2 separate regions of the Oryctolagus cuniculus genome follow, and region 1 is linked to region 2. The links are chromatin contacts, called in public Micro-C maps. All regions are on one chromosome and are shown on one strand. Each heading gives the region's core, a stretch centred on a gene start, on an enhancer-like site or on the middle of the called end of the contact. The rest is flanking DNA. Distances are from core to core; before and after follow the strand shown. Region 1 holds the start of KDM6B (lysine demethylase 6B). Region 2 holds the start of GABARAP (GABA type A receptor-associated protein).

What was found. A called contact is a pair of places that touch in the nucleus more often than the background predicts.
Region 1: a Micro-C map of ear pinna shows a contact between it and region 2, with 4 times the contacts expected there. The contact joins the promoter of KDM6B here to the promoter of GABARAP in region 2. A contact is called at or near these places in 2 of 6 Hi-C or Micro-C datasets (ear pinna and an unstated tissue).

The regions. Positions count from the first base shown.
Region 1 is chr17:52,379,807-52,386,197 of mOryCun1.1, forward strand. It overlaps KDM6B (lysine demethylase 6B), which reads left to right and starts at 2,812. Exons shown (of 24, transcript XM_070061364.1): 1 at 2,812-2,969. It overlaps DNAH2 (dynein axonemal heavy chain 2), which reads left to right. Exons shown (of 88, transcript XM_051825206.2): 82 at 1-179; 83 at 265-416; 84 at 525-639; 85 at 1,295-1,471; 86 at 1,568-1,642; 87 at 1,773-1,923; 88 at 2,054-2,386. The coding sequence ends at 2,208.
Region 2 is chr17:51,847,705-51,854,957 of mOryCun1.1, forward strand. GABARAP (GABA type A receptor-associated protein) reads right to left here and starts at 1,931. Exons shown (of 4, transcript NM_001082142.1): 1 at 1,814-1,931; 2 at 1,180-1,258; 3 at 926-1,044; 4 at 100-505. The coding sequence starts at 1,903. The coding sequence ends at 440. CTDNEP1 (CTD nuclear envelope phosphatase 1) reads right to left here. Exons shown (of 8, transcript XM_002718814.5): 2 at 5,681-5,747; 3 at 5,467-5,585; 4 at 5,217-5,288; 5 at 4,716-4,832; 6 at 4,479-4,590; 7 at 3,928-4,012; 8 at 3,015-3,641. The coding sequence ends at 3,581.

The sequences.
Region 1 (6,391 bases), core at 1,562-4,061, 530 kb after region 2:
CTTACAAGGAATACATCAGCTTGTTGCCAAGCATGGACCCCCCGGAGGCCTTTGGCCAGCACCCCAACGCCGACGTGGCCTCCCAGATCACTGAGGCGCGGACTCTCTTTGACACCCTGCTTTCCCTGCAACCCCAGGTTACACCCACCAGGGCCGGAGGCCAGAGCCGGGAAGAGAAGGTAGGGGCGAGACAGCGGCCGGCCGGCCGGGCCGGGGAAGCCATGGGGCGGGGAGGGCCGACGTCCGCGGCTCCGGCCTCCGCAGGTGCTTGAGCTGGCTGCCGATGTGAAACAGAAGATCCCCGAAATGATCGACTACGAGGGGACCCGCAAGCTGCTGGCTCTCGACCCCTCCCCGCTCAATGTGGTCCTCCTGCAGGAGATCCAGAGATACAACAAGCTCATGGAGACCATCCTGTGAGACGCCGGGTGGGCGGCTCTGCGGGGGGGAGCGTGGGGGGGGGCGGGCAGGGTGTACCTGCCGGGCCTGCCCCGTGTCCAACACTCCCGCCTCCTCCTGCTCAGCCTCTCACTGACAGACCTCGAGAAAGGCATCCAGGGCCAAATCGTCATGTCGACGAGCCTGGAGGAGATTTTCAACTGCATCTTTGATGCCCACGTGCCTCCGCTCTGGGGAAAGGCAAGATTACACCGCTGGTGCTCCTCCCTGACACTGAGCTCCCTCTCCACACCCCAGATCTCCTGGGAGCGAGGGAGGCACAGGGCGAATTGCAGAGAGCCTGGGCTTCAAAGCCAGACAGGTTCAAGGTTGAAAGCTGGCTTTGCCATTCACTGGCCGACTCTGCACGATTTAACACACAGACCTACTCGGGATGCTTCAACGGTGCAGGACACCAGAGGATGATACCTGGTTAATCTTCCACACTGAGCATCCCTAAACGCAAAGCCTGATCCCAAAGACACCAGAATTGGAAACCTTTTCAGTGTCAACATGATCCTCAAAAAAAAAAAAAAAAAAAAAATTCCGAGTTTTGGAGCAGATTTTCAGATTAGGGATGTGCAACTGCAAAAAGTCTACGCAGGGATCCCAAATTCCCAAAAACTCTAGAATCCGCAGCATGTCTGGCCCCAGGCGTTTCAGATCAGGGGTGCTCACCCTGTTTTTAATAAATGGCCGCTGCTTCACGCCTGTCTTGTGGGAGCTGGCTTCGGGAGAGCTTTGCCCAACTGCTGTTGGAGAACAGGGGCTGACAGCACACAGTCTTCCCGCAGCTGCTCCAGGCCCTCCAAACAAGCATGTCAATGCATGGTGAACGCAGTGCCTCCTCCCCCAGGCGTATCCCTCACAAAAGCCCTTGGCCTCGTGGACCCGGGACCTGGCCATGCGCGTGGAGCAGTTTGAGACCTGGGCTAGCCGCGCCCGGCCGCCCGTGATCTTCTGGCTGTCCGGCTTCACCTTTCCCACGGGCTTCCTCACCGCTGTGCTGCAGGCCTCAGCTCGCCAAAACAACGTGAGCCACGTGGCCCGTGGGAGGGGGCGCGGATGCCGGGGACGGGCACAGGCTGCGGGCTCCGGGGCCCTCCCTCACGCTCACTTCACACCCCAGATTTCAGTGGACAGCCTCTCCTGGGAGTTCATCGTCTCCACCGTGGACGACAGCAATCTCGTGTACCCACCCAAGGTGGGAGCCGGATGTGCCGGGGGCCCTGGGCAGAAGAGGGTCTGGACGGAGGGTGCTGGGAGGCCAAAGTGGCAAGTAACTGGACAAGAGGGGAGGAGAGAGGCGACAAGTTCCCCACCTGCCCCCTCAGGACGGTGCCTGGGTTCGTGGTCTGTACCTGGAAGGTGCCGGCTGGGATCGGAAGAACTCCTGCTTGGTGGAGGCCGAGCCCATGCAACTGGTCTGCCTCATGCCCACCATCCACTTCCGGCCAGCAGAGAGCCGCAAGAAGAGTGCCAAGGGTGGGACTGCCCGCCCCCCCCCCCCCATTGGATCCTAACCCACTCTCTGCCCCAGCCCCGCACACCTGCCCCTGTCTTGTTCTCCCAGAGGCCCCTGGAGTCTGACTCCTGCTCTTCTGCCTCCCCCCAGGCATGTACTCCTGCCCTTGCTATTACTATCCCAACCGGGCGGGCAGCTCCGACCGAGCGTCCTTCGTCATCGGCATCGACCTCCGGTCTGGAGCCATGTCCTCGGATCACTGGATCAAGAGGGGCACTGCTCTGCTCATGAGCCTGGACAACTGAGGCGGCCCCCGCCTCCCTTCCCCGCAAGAGAGAGTCGGTGACTCCAGCAGCTGGGGCTGGACCTCACCGGGGCATAGGCTGTGGCCGGGTTTGGCGTGTGAGGGGCCCCGGGGCCACCGCTGTGCTTAGCCATAAAGGTTGGAAGAGTTGCACCGCAGCTCGGTGCAAACAGCCGCGACCACAGCTCTGCGTCTTTCAATGGGATGGTGGGGTCAGGGAGAGCGGAAGCCCCGGCCACCCCGAAACTACTGGGGAGCTGCTGCGAGACTGGGGAAACAGCACAGGAAACGGGGCGGCCTTGAGACAGGGGGCGTGGCCTTGCAGCGATGGGCAGGGCGGTGGGGCCCTAAGAGGGTGCGGCCACACCGTGGGGCGGGACTCGAGTGGGTGGGCGGGGCTTGACTTGGAAGAGCGCGTGATCCAAACCAAGCCGGGGCCTGTCGGGCGGGGATCGGGGGAACACCCCGTACCCTGCGCCCCGCACCCGGCACCCCACACGGGCATCCCACACGGCACCAGCGCTGAGACAAGCACCACCCGCAGAAAGAGGGGCGGGGCCGAAGGGGGGGACTTGGGCGGAGGGGCGGGACCTCGGGAAGGGGGCGGGGCTGAGCAGCGGGGGGAGCGGTGTTTGTGTTGGAAAATCCAACTGCGCCACGGGGCGGAGCGGCCCCCCCAGCCCCGGCCTGGGAGAGGGGGGGCCGCTCGACCCCCTGGGAGACCTTGGGGAACCCGAACACCTGGGACCCCCCCGGAAGCAGGTAACGGGGAGCCGCGAGGGCGTCTGGAAAGAGGGAAACCATCTCCGTGCAAGGGGGCGGGACGCCAGAGTCGCAGGAGGGGGAGAGCCGGGAAGGGACGTTGGGGTCTCCGGAGGGGCACTAGGAAGAAGATCGGGGTTCAGGACATCCGGGTCCCCTAGGGGCGAGCCGGGCAGGAGTGGGGGACCCGGTGGAGGCAGATGTCTTAGGTTCTGGAGGTCAAGAGGGGCCTGAAAGGACTCCCAGGCCCGCTAGGCTGGGATTCCCCCTGGGGGCACGGCGGTCCTGCCTGAAGGGCAGAGTTCGCAGAGAGGCCAGTGTGATGGCCCTTTGAGGTCCGGTGTGGTCAGACAGCCCTGCGGTCCCGGGGCCACCGTCAAATCTTCCTCCAGTCCCTCCCCAAGATGAGGTGCATAACGTCAGCCCTGACCTCCCCGCCGGGAGCCTTGGTCCCTGGTCCCCCACCCCCCGGCCTCGCCTTGCCGGGCCCCGCACCCCCAGGGCCGCCCTGACTCCCCGGCTCGGGCCCTTCACGGGGAACCTCCCCAGCCTAGCCGCGAGATGGCGAGGACGAGACTTGCGCCCGAAGCCCGCAGGCGCACGGGGTGGGAGATGCGACAGGGAAGGCCGCTGCAGCCCACTGCCGCGCCCTGGGCTGAGGCCCCGCACTGGAAACTGTGGGCGGGAGGGCACAGGTGGTGAGGGCGCTGGGGACTCCGCGTCCATCTCTCACGGCCGGAGGGGGACGCGCGAGGTGGTTACTAAGCAACGTAGATTCGCTTCCCGTCTGCTGTGGGGGTGGACGGAATGGGGGCCGGGCAGACCGAGGGCAGCTCGCCTGGTTCCCGCTACCGGGAAGCAACCTGACAGGAAGGCGGGCAGGCGGCAGAGATGGACTCGGGCAGCCCGGAGCGCGCGCAGGGACAGGCGCGGCTCATTCCTCCGCCTCCCGGGGGTTGCTTGCCCCGTTGCCCGAGTAACTGGAGAGCCAGACTCGGGAGCCGATTCCCGAACGCTCCCGTCCGCCCAATCAGCTCCAGCAGACGCCCCTGACATCAAGGCCCGGGCAGCCAATGGGGAGAGGGCATCGTAGAGCGACAGGAAGAGGGGAGGAGATGAGGATGAGGACGGGAGGAGGTAGCAGCCCGGGACCCGCACGTGCACTCCCACACGCTCGCACCCACCCTTTCCACCGCACGCGCCCGAGCGCACCCCCCCCTTGCGCCTGCGCGGCGAGTCGGGTGCTCCCCCGCCCCCAGCCCCAAATCGGTGTTTGCAAACTAGTCCCGAGCTGCGCTGCGCTGCTCTGCCCCTCCGGACCCGGACGACACGGTTCGTCTCCGGTTTCTCCTGAGGTCTTGACTATTAATGCCCAATCTCGAGTGGGAGGGTCGGCTACCTGTTCCCCGCCGTCCCCCGCCCCCTCCCCAGCTGGCGCCCCACGCTCCCAGGTGGGCTGGGCGGAGCTGCGGTTTCCGGCCCCATCTGCTCAGCCGCTGCCTTCCGCGGCTCCGGCTTAGGTTGCTTCCCCAAGAGAAAGGGAGAGGGTACCGGTGCCCCTTGCCGAGGCTTCACCGCCGGGCCCGGCTGCTGCCGCTGCTGGGGGCGGGGGCCCAAGGAGGGGGGACACTGTGGGGGGAACCCCGGACTGCTCAGGCGCCTCGATGTGGACTAAACGCCCCCAACCCCGTGCCTAACGCTTCCTTCTCGCTGGCCCCGGTGTGCGGTGCACCTTCCTTGGCTCCGACCGGGCTGGCTGTCCCCGTATCCACTCGCCCCTCTCCGCTTCTCCCGGGTTATATAACTTCCTCTCGCCGTGTCCTGGTTTCAACTCCACAGACTCCGCCCTGGAACGGCGCAGGGAGGGGCGGCAGAGTTGGGGACCCAGACAGATTCCGGCTGGCGGCCGGCTGGGACTCGGGGGATCCCGCGGACAGGAGACGGAGCCCCGCGGGGTCCGCTGCCCCGGCTCCCGTCCCCGGCCGGAGATCTCGCCCACGGGAGAGAAGGCACAGTATCTCCGAGGGGCGTGTCGTGTCGGGGCTCTCGTCAGAAATGTGGGTTGGGAGGTCAGCCCCGGAGGCGGGGGGCAGGAGGCAGGCGCGAGCCCCGAGTCTCTGGGACTGAACTCGCACTGGGGGGCAGCAGGCAGGACGCCTGGGTCCCCTCCCGCGTCCCCTTTTTCGGTTCCCAGAATTCCTGACGCTATTTCCCAGGAAGCTCCGCCAGCCGCCCTCCTCCGCCCCGCAGGGGTCAAAGGTCTGTGTTAGAGGTGGCCGGGGATGATGTCACCCGTGCACGTGCCCCGGGACGGTTGCCAGGCAATGAGGTCTCCTCCCCCTTCCATTCCCTCCCACCTCTGTCCCGAGTCCAGTTCCAGACCCGTGCCGTCTCTTTCCCTTCTCCCTTCCCTTGGCCTTAGCATCCTGCAGGTGGGAAAGCCCGGCCTGGAGTTTTGTGAGAGGGAGGGTCACAGCTGCGGTGTGGCCGAGAGAGACTTTGCCCTTTGGCTTGGTTGAGAGCCCTGGGTCACTCTGCCCTAGGTTGGCACAGGAAGGCGTCCCCGGGCAAGCCTCCTCCCCCTTGGAAGAGCCTCCAGCAGTCTTTTTTTTCCTTTCCCACCTGCTGCGGTGGCCGGGTGTCCTGCTGAAGCGGGAGTAGGTGCCCGAGAGCCAGCCCCAGGAACAGAGCTGTGCGTGGGGTGGGAGATTCACCGGACACCTGCCCGTGCTGACTGTGCCTTCATCATGCCTCCTCCCCACCAACAGGGAGGGAAAGGGCCGGGGAGCACCCTTAGGCTGGGAAGTCAGGTCTTTATTCTGAGTAGGTGGGTGGACCAGTTTGTGGCATCCCACCTGGGGAAGGAAGAACCAGGACCCACTGTGTTAAGTACCGGGATTGGGGCTGATGCTAGAAAAAATCAGTTTTGTCTTCCTTAGAGTATGTCAAAGGCGGGTCAGGTCAGACCTGGATTCTAATCCCAGCTCTGCCACTTTGTGGCTATTGGGACTTGAACAGGTCACAACCCCTCCTAATTCTTAATCTGGAAAATTTAAATATCAATACCTAGCTTCCCGGCAGACAGGAGGGGAAAAGGTAATGTATGCAAAGCACTTAGCACAGTACCTGGCACCCAGTGAAAGTGAGTGAACGTTTGTAGTTACTACCGGAAGGTGTTATTATTTTTACTGTAGTTGGGGGCCTGTTCCAAAGTAGCCATGACCTTAGTTTGTGTAACGTGGAGGTGAGAGTGGCCTGGGGATTACTTGGACTGTTTTGTGCACTTTATTTGATGAAGGCTTTAGTTAGATTTGCATTGCTTTCTTTAGGATTATTTTTCCCCCTCTTGGAGAAGAAATAGCTAAGATTATTCCTTTGGCTGCGAATTATAAAATAATTGTGTTGTGGTTGGCGATTTTGAA
Region 2 (7,253 bases), core at 681-3,180:
AACAGCACCCACTTTATGCAGACAGGGGAAAGCCCAACATCAACACAAGAAGCCGAATTCAGCTTGGTGGTTTCCTCTTTATTGATGCGCCTCCTATCTCCCCCCCAGTTTCAGTCCCTTCCATCTACCCCCAAAAAAGAAGGTAGTGAAAGGAAGGGATTGTTGGGGTCCGCAACCCCTTGGGCAGTTAGAAAGGGAACAGAAACCAGAACAATCACTGGGTGCAACAGAGACTGACAATCCAGAAGTCTAAAGCAGAGTGGGAAAGGCGGGTGGAGAACGGGGGAGAGAGGAGAGGCTCCCATGACCCCTCCTGCTAAGGGTGGGAGGGAAGCCTCCGCCGGTAAGTGCAGGTCCTGGAAAAAGAAGGTGGTGCTGGAGCCTGGAGGAGGAGGGGAGGTCAAGGCAGGGGGGACCCCCCACCTCAGGGGCAGCAGCTTCACAGGCCGTAGACACTTTCGTCACTGTAGGCAATGTACAGAAAGAAGTCCTCTTCGTGGTGCTCCTGGGGGTGTGAGCAGAAAAGCAGGCTTCAGCTACTCGGACCATCCACTGCTCCCGTTCTTCAAGAACCATTCTCCGGCAAGAGCCCCCAGGCCAGTGCCTCCCTCCCCCCGACGCCAAGCCTTCCAGCCAAGAGGATCATCCCTGCAGCAGTCCTGGGCAGAAAAGATCTCAACGAGTTCTCTGCTGCCTTGGAGCGGGGCAGAGCCCTGGTCAGGACAGCTCCTCCCCCTTACTGTGCTCTTTCCTTCTATTCTGTTCCCTCTGCTCTGTCCCAGATCTCCACCCCAGGACTGTCACGAAGTGTGAAGGCTCGCTCGCCGGCTAATCCAAGAACTGCTGACCCGACACATCTTCCCCCTCAAGCTCTCCCGTTCAGAACTCCTCAGTCCAAAGCCCTACTCCTTCCGAGACACCATACCTGGTAGAGCTGACCCATGGTGGCACTGGTGGGTGGAATGACGTTGTTGACAAAGAAAAACAAGGCATCCTCAGCTCGGAGATGAATTCGCTTCCGGATCAGGAAGTAGAACTGACCGACTACCAAACATACGAGGAACAAGAGAGTCACAGGGTCATAACTGCCCTCCTATGAACAGCTGCTAAGTGGAGCCGCCTCCCAGAAGCTCAACTCCCACCCACAGGAAGCAGACCCAGGGGCCACCAGGTTCCCACCTGTGAGATCAGAAGGCACCAGGTATTTTTTTTTGTCCAGGTCTCCTATCCGAGCTTTGGGAGCCTTTTCTACTATCACCTGATATCGGGAAGGGGAAAATGGGGACACATGAGGAACACCGCCCGGCTGCTCCACCTGTCAGGAACTCAAGCAGCAACATCAGCAGTCCCTAAACCTACCCCAGACTCCCTTCCTCTTGTCCCTGCATACATGGGGCAGCCCTGAGTCCAGAGATCCTCGCCCCACTGGCCTGAGCTCACCCTAACATTCGGGACGAGCCCCGAATAGGGCGTCACAATAAACAATTTTCTTCCCCAGACGGGCAGGACTCGTCCGGACCCACAGACTTCGCCAAGTGGGGGGATGGCCCCAGGAAGCTCGGGCTGTCAAGCCCCCTAAGGCCTCCACTCACGAATGCCAAGGTTCTTCTCTCCTGCCCCACGTCTTCTTGCTTCCACTTCTCCCACTCCCCGGGTCCTTTCGCTCCCGCTCTCAGGGACATCCATTTCAGGCTCGCTCCCAACCCCGCCGTGGCCAGCAGCCTGAGCCCGCTGCTGCCCGTCCGGAACCCAAGCTCAGGCTGTGGCGTCAGCATCAGCGCCCCGCGCCCCGCGCCCCCGCCACTCTCCTCACCGGGACCCGGTCCGGGTATTTCTTTCTGATCTTCTCGCCCTCAGAGCGGCGCTTCTCGAACGGATGCTCCTCCTTGTACACGAACTTCATCCTCCCGGGAACCGGGCTGGACCGGGCTGGGAAGAGGGAAGCCAGGGAGGGGGGGCCGGGACGGGGGGCGGCGGCGACGGAGGCGACGCGGGCAGACGCGGCGGAGCGATCCACGGATTTGCGCCACTTCCCTATTCACCAACCCCGCCCCCGACCATCAGGGGCCGCCCTAACTGCTAAGATACGCCAGTAGCTCAGCGGCGTCAACGCAGCTGGCGTAGCGCCACCCACTGACCGCCGCTTACGCTATCAGCGTAATCGCTTTGGAATTAATTTGCCAGCTACGCAGGCGACGCAGCGAAGCTGGTGGGCTTTTACTCCCGCCGCAAATAATTGAAACCCATTCCCCAACCTTCCCCTCTCGGGAGCTGGGGGCGAAGGGTAGTGGGGGTGCCCAGGATACAAGACTTGACTCCGCAGACATTCTTTTCGGAAATAGCGTAGAGGAAGAGCAATTTCAAGGACAGCTATTCACAGAACCTGCCGCTACGCTGAAGGCGGCCGTTGACACCAAAACAAAGTAGTACCCAAGCGGCGGCGAATCTCCGGAAGTAAGAGTGGAGAAAAGAAACCGATGTTTGGACGCATGTATAAAATACTTGGGCTTCAGGAATGAGTGGGCCAGTGGGGACTAGAGGAGGGCCGAAAAGCAAGGACTAGGCCAGGGCGGAGGAACACCTTCAGGGTGTGCAACTGCACAATCATGTGATCTCAGAGAAGGGCGGAGCGTCACGTGGCGAGTGGAGAAGTAGGGCCGGCTCGGGAGGCGCGGCCGCCCGGGGCGCGCGGGGCGGGCTCGGGCGCCGCCTGCGTCAGCGAGGTGCGGGGGCAGCGCCCGCTGAGCTTATCTGCTTCAGTCCCCGGGCGAACCCTGGTCTTTGTCCAGTTCCATGCCCTTTAGGGCCCCGGGTTTCTCCTTTCCTCTCCTATAGCCTACTGCTCGGGGGCGCTTCCGCTCGCCGGCGTCCTGCGCCGCCCATCTTGTCACCCGGCTCACCGCGCCATCCGGTGCTCAGCGCCCAGGTCTCTCCTGCCCTGGGATACAGCCGTGTCTTACCCCTCTGTCCCCTCCCTTCAGTTCCCGGAACCCCAGAGAAGGATCTAGGGCAGCTTTGGTTTCAAAGTTATAATGCATGGTTTAAAAGAGAGGAAAGGAAAAAAAGAGATAAAGTTGGTTACAGGTCTGAGGAATCTAGGGAGAGAAAAATAGAAGGAAAGTAAGGGAAGGGTAAATTAGGGGAGATCCAGTGACCCAAATCCCCAGTCTCCCACCCACAGCCCAGCCCTTGAAGCGGGAGTGAAGAATTAGATCAGTTTTGTACAAGAGTTTTAAAAAAAATCAAATCACAGCAAAGCTGACTCGGCTTCTCTTTGAGCCTCCTGGGTCACGCACGGTATGTCTGTCTCTCTGGCCAGTCCTGTCTCCACCAGACACGGCTCGGTTCTCCTAGGCCTCGGCCTGTCCCAGTCTGGGTTTCCATGGAGTGTGACCGTGAACTGAGTGAGGCTGCTTGGAAGCCTGGCCCGTGTGTCCATCCAGACTCCGAGGGCAGCGAGGGGTGGGAAGGGCACACCCTGCCCAGGCAGTCCTCACATTGGACAGGGCATCCGACAGCATCCCGAGGGCTCGCCCTCCCGTTCCCCCCCACCCCAATGCAGGTGGAGGGGGAGCAGCTGTCACCAGAGCCTATGTTGATGAAGGTTTCGGCTCAGCACGGAGCGGACGTCAGCGGTGAACCTAGGGTGACAATCACGTGTGTTAGCAGAGTGCCTCCTTTACAGCTCCCGTCCTCACAGCGCCAGTGCACCATGGCCTCACTGGAGATGTGGGACAGAATTTGCCATCAACTTCTCAAGAGGAGATGGGTTCCATCTGCCCAAAACCCAAAGGCTAAACATGACAAGTTGGGGAATAAATAAGAAATCCTGGGTCCAAATGCTGAAACAGACTTTGTATGCCCTCTCGGGCTCTCCCACCGCCTCCTTCCCTGGGAAACCAACCGTCTGGAGCCCCCTTCCCTCACCTGAGGGCATCCAGCATTGGGAGCAGGTTGAGAAGGGCTGTGTCGCTGGGGTCACTGAACCAGGATTTGATGGGGATGGCATTGTCTAGGGTGAGAAGATGCAGATGAGGAAAAACGCAAGATTCAAGAGAGACCGTATTTGTCTCTTCATATCGGCGGGACAAGGAGGAATCGCTACTTATGAACACACACCTCCCTCATCCCAAAATCAACAACCTAAATAAAACCTTCCTGACTTATCCTCCAAAATCGAATGGGATTTTAACCACCAGATCACATACCAGTGTGAGGTTTCTAGTCAAACTTATTGCTACTGTGCCTCACTTACAACAAATGTGAGAAGTCAGATTTATGAGATGACATATGGGAAGGGGGGTTCTTATCTGAAATAGAGGACAACTTGCATTCAGACAGATACACGTTTAGATCTAGGATCAACCAGGCAATTTCAGCTCTCCAGGACCGAGGTCCGGATCTCCAGCCTCCAAATTCTCTGCATTCACAATACCTCCTCAGAACCATACCCTGGCGCTGCCAGACTCACCACCTACCTGGATGGCTCCTGTAAGCCCCTGGGGAGTTATCCAAGATCACAATGCTGGACAGGTCACTGTGGACCACAGAGAGGTCTTTGATGTAGCTGCCCAACTCCAAAGTGCAGTGCTGGAAGGCAGGGGATTATGTAGTGTGCCTGCCCCACGCCCCGTCCAGGGAGAGGGCCTCAAATCCACACCCTCCCTGATGGCCTGCCTCCCAAGTCTCACTCGGACCTGGATTCCAGTCCTTACCTGTCTGTAGTATCTCCTCTTGAGAATACTTCTGCTATTGTCCAGTTTATCTGCCACGGCAGAGCCGTAAATCTCCATGCTTGCTGTAAACACCACCAGCTCGTACCACTGGCTCACCTGATGGATGAGGACAAAGGGAGATGTTGTATGCGGTGTTCATTCCTTTCAGACCCACGGTTCTCTTTCCCCAGGACACCACACTAGTCTGTCCATCTGGGCACAAAAAATTCCGACCACCCTCCAAACCTCCAATGTCACTGTCTACCCATACGATTCAGAGGCAGAAACAGAGGAGCAGCAGGTCCAGGGAAGAACGGAATCTAACCGCGACAAATGGACCCAAGCTTCTGACAGCCATCCCCTCGCTACTCACAACCACCCCTCTCCAAAACCGATCTGATCCATTTCTCCTCACTCCCACCTCCAAACCCCGCCCCCCCGAATCCTAGAGCCCTCCAACCATTCCTTCCTCAGAGTTTCCTTTAGCTCCCACAAACTCACCACTTCTAAGAAGAAATCCACGTGAGGCCTCTTATGTACAAAAAACCGAACAGGGTGTTTGTCTATTACCACCTGCAGAGGAAGGGGATGCGGGAAGGAGACCTGAGCACAGGCAGCCTGGGCCTCCCACCCTCCTCCCGGCTGACCCTGGTGCCAGGGGATGGGAACCAGAGGCCCTGGACTGCGGGAGGGAGTCTGGGTTTGGGCAAAGGAACACGTCACCATTTGATTACTCCCAACCCCCACAGACCTTGAGGATGAAGTCGGGGGGTGTTCCAGGCCGGACTGTGGGCCTCAGGACCCCATCGTGGTGGGAATGAATGAGCGTCTCGTCCAGATCCAGCACCAGGATCTTCCTCTTCACCTGGGCTGAACCACAATGGCACGGATAAGGCCCACTGACGTGCAGCCCAGAGACAGACACACACTCCCGACACAGGAGTCTTCCCGGCCTGCATACTCACCTAACCGATTCCGGGACACAGGAGATAAGGGGAGGATATCATAGCGAACGGTTTGGTACTGAATTACCTAAGAACAGCGAGAGAGGGGGTTAGCACACTTGACAAGGAACTGTCTGCCAGCAGTAACAGGCCAGGCACTGTGTCGGTGACTGGGGACGATTTCATATAATCCTTAAAACAATCCTGTAATAGTCTCTGTTTTAAGAATGAAGAAACCAAGGCTTGGAAGGGTTAAATACCTCACCTGAGGTCACACAGCTAGCAAATACCTTATTTGTCTCCCAAATTAGAAGGGAAACTCTGGCTTTTGTGTTGGTCAGGGCTGTATCCCAGTATCCAGAGCACTGTACCAAGGGTGGTCAGTAGCAGTAGAATCAATGAAGGGGGACCAGCACGGTAGAGTAGTGGGCTAAGCCTCTGCCTGTGGCGCTGGAATCCCATATGGATGCCGGTTCAAGTCCCAGCTGCTCCTCTTCCAATCCAGCTCTCTGCTATGGCCTGGGAAAGCAGTGGAGGATGGCCCAAGTGCTTGGGCCCCTGCACCCACGTGGGAGACTCAGAGGAAGCTCCTGGCTCCTGGCTTTGGATCGGCCCAGCTCCAGCCATTGCTGCCATTTGGGGAGTAAACCAGTGGTTCATATGAAAGAACTCTGTCTCTGCAACTCTACCTCTTAAATAAATGAAATCTTTAACAACAACAACAACAAAAATCAATGAAGGGGCAGGGTCTGGATTGTATCCACACAGAGTCCAACCCAAGAACCTGTCCTCTTAATGGTATTATCCTGCAGCGAGGAACAGAGAAACGCACACATCCCCCTCCTTCACCCCAAGAGCCCTTGGTGGCAGGTCCCACCATCTCACGTTGGAACGGAGAGCCTCCTACTCCTTAGTGGACAGGGAACAGGGGTCAGGACAGGAGGTCTTTGGAGCCCTACGGGGAACAGAGGGTAAGGGAACCAGAGGCTGTCAGGTCAGCTAAGTTCTTTGGCAGGGGGCCACCAGGCCTATTTTAACCAGCCACCTGTCCACTTCTGTCGCTGCTGGCCAAGTCACAAGCTGCTGAGGACCTCAGGCCTCTTAAGAGCCTCCTCAGCCCGCTAGCCAGGGCACGGCAGAGAGCGCGGGGAAGCCCCACCTGCCAAGCTGCCTGGCAGGCGTGGAGCAGGCCAGAGGGACGTGAGGGCTGGGAGCGAGAGGTGACGAGAGGGTAAGGACGTTGCGCCTCAGCCTCCCAGCTCCGCTTCTCTGGAGGCGCCTGCTTCCCAAGACCCAGGACACCCCCATGCAGAGGCTGGCAACGCCCTCCTCCACGCGCTCCTTCTAAGACACGGACACCCTTCTGTCCACGCGAGGGCCCCAAGCCGCACCAGAACCAGGCTCGCCCCTCGCAGACCAAAGGGCTGTCTCCCCCTCCTCCCGAGGCCTCTGCCCTTCCTTTCTCCCTGGGCCGTGTCCTGCCCTGCTATCTCGGGTTGCATGTGCTGGGCATGTAGGGAATGCTCCAAGCATCTGCCAGAAAGGGGGTGGGGGAGGAACCAGGCTGGAAGGGAAGGGAGGACAAACGGCTGTA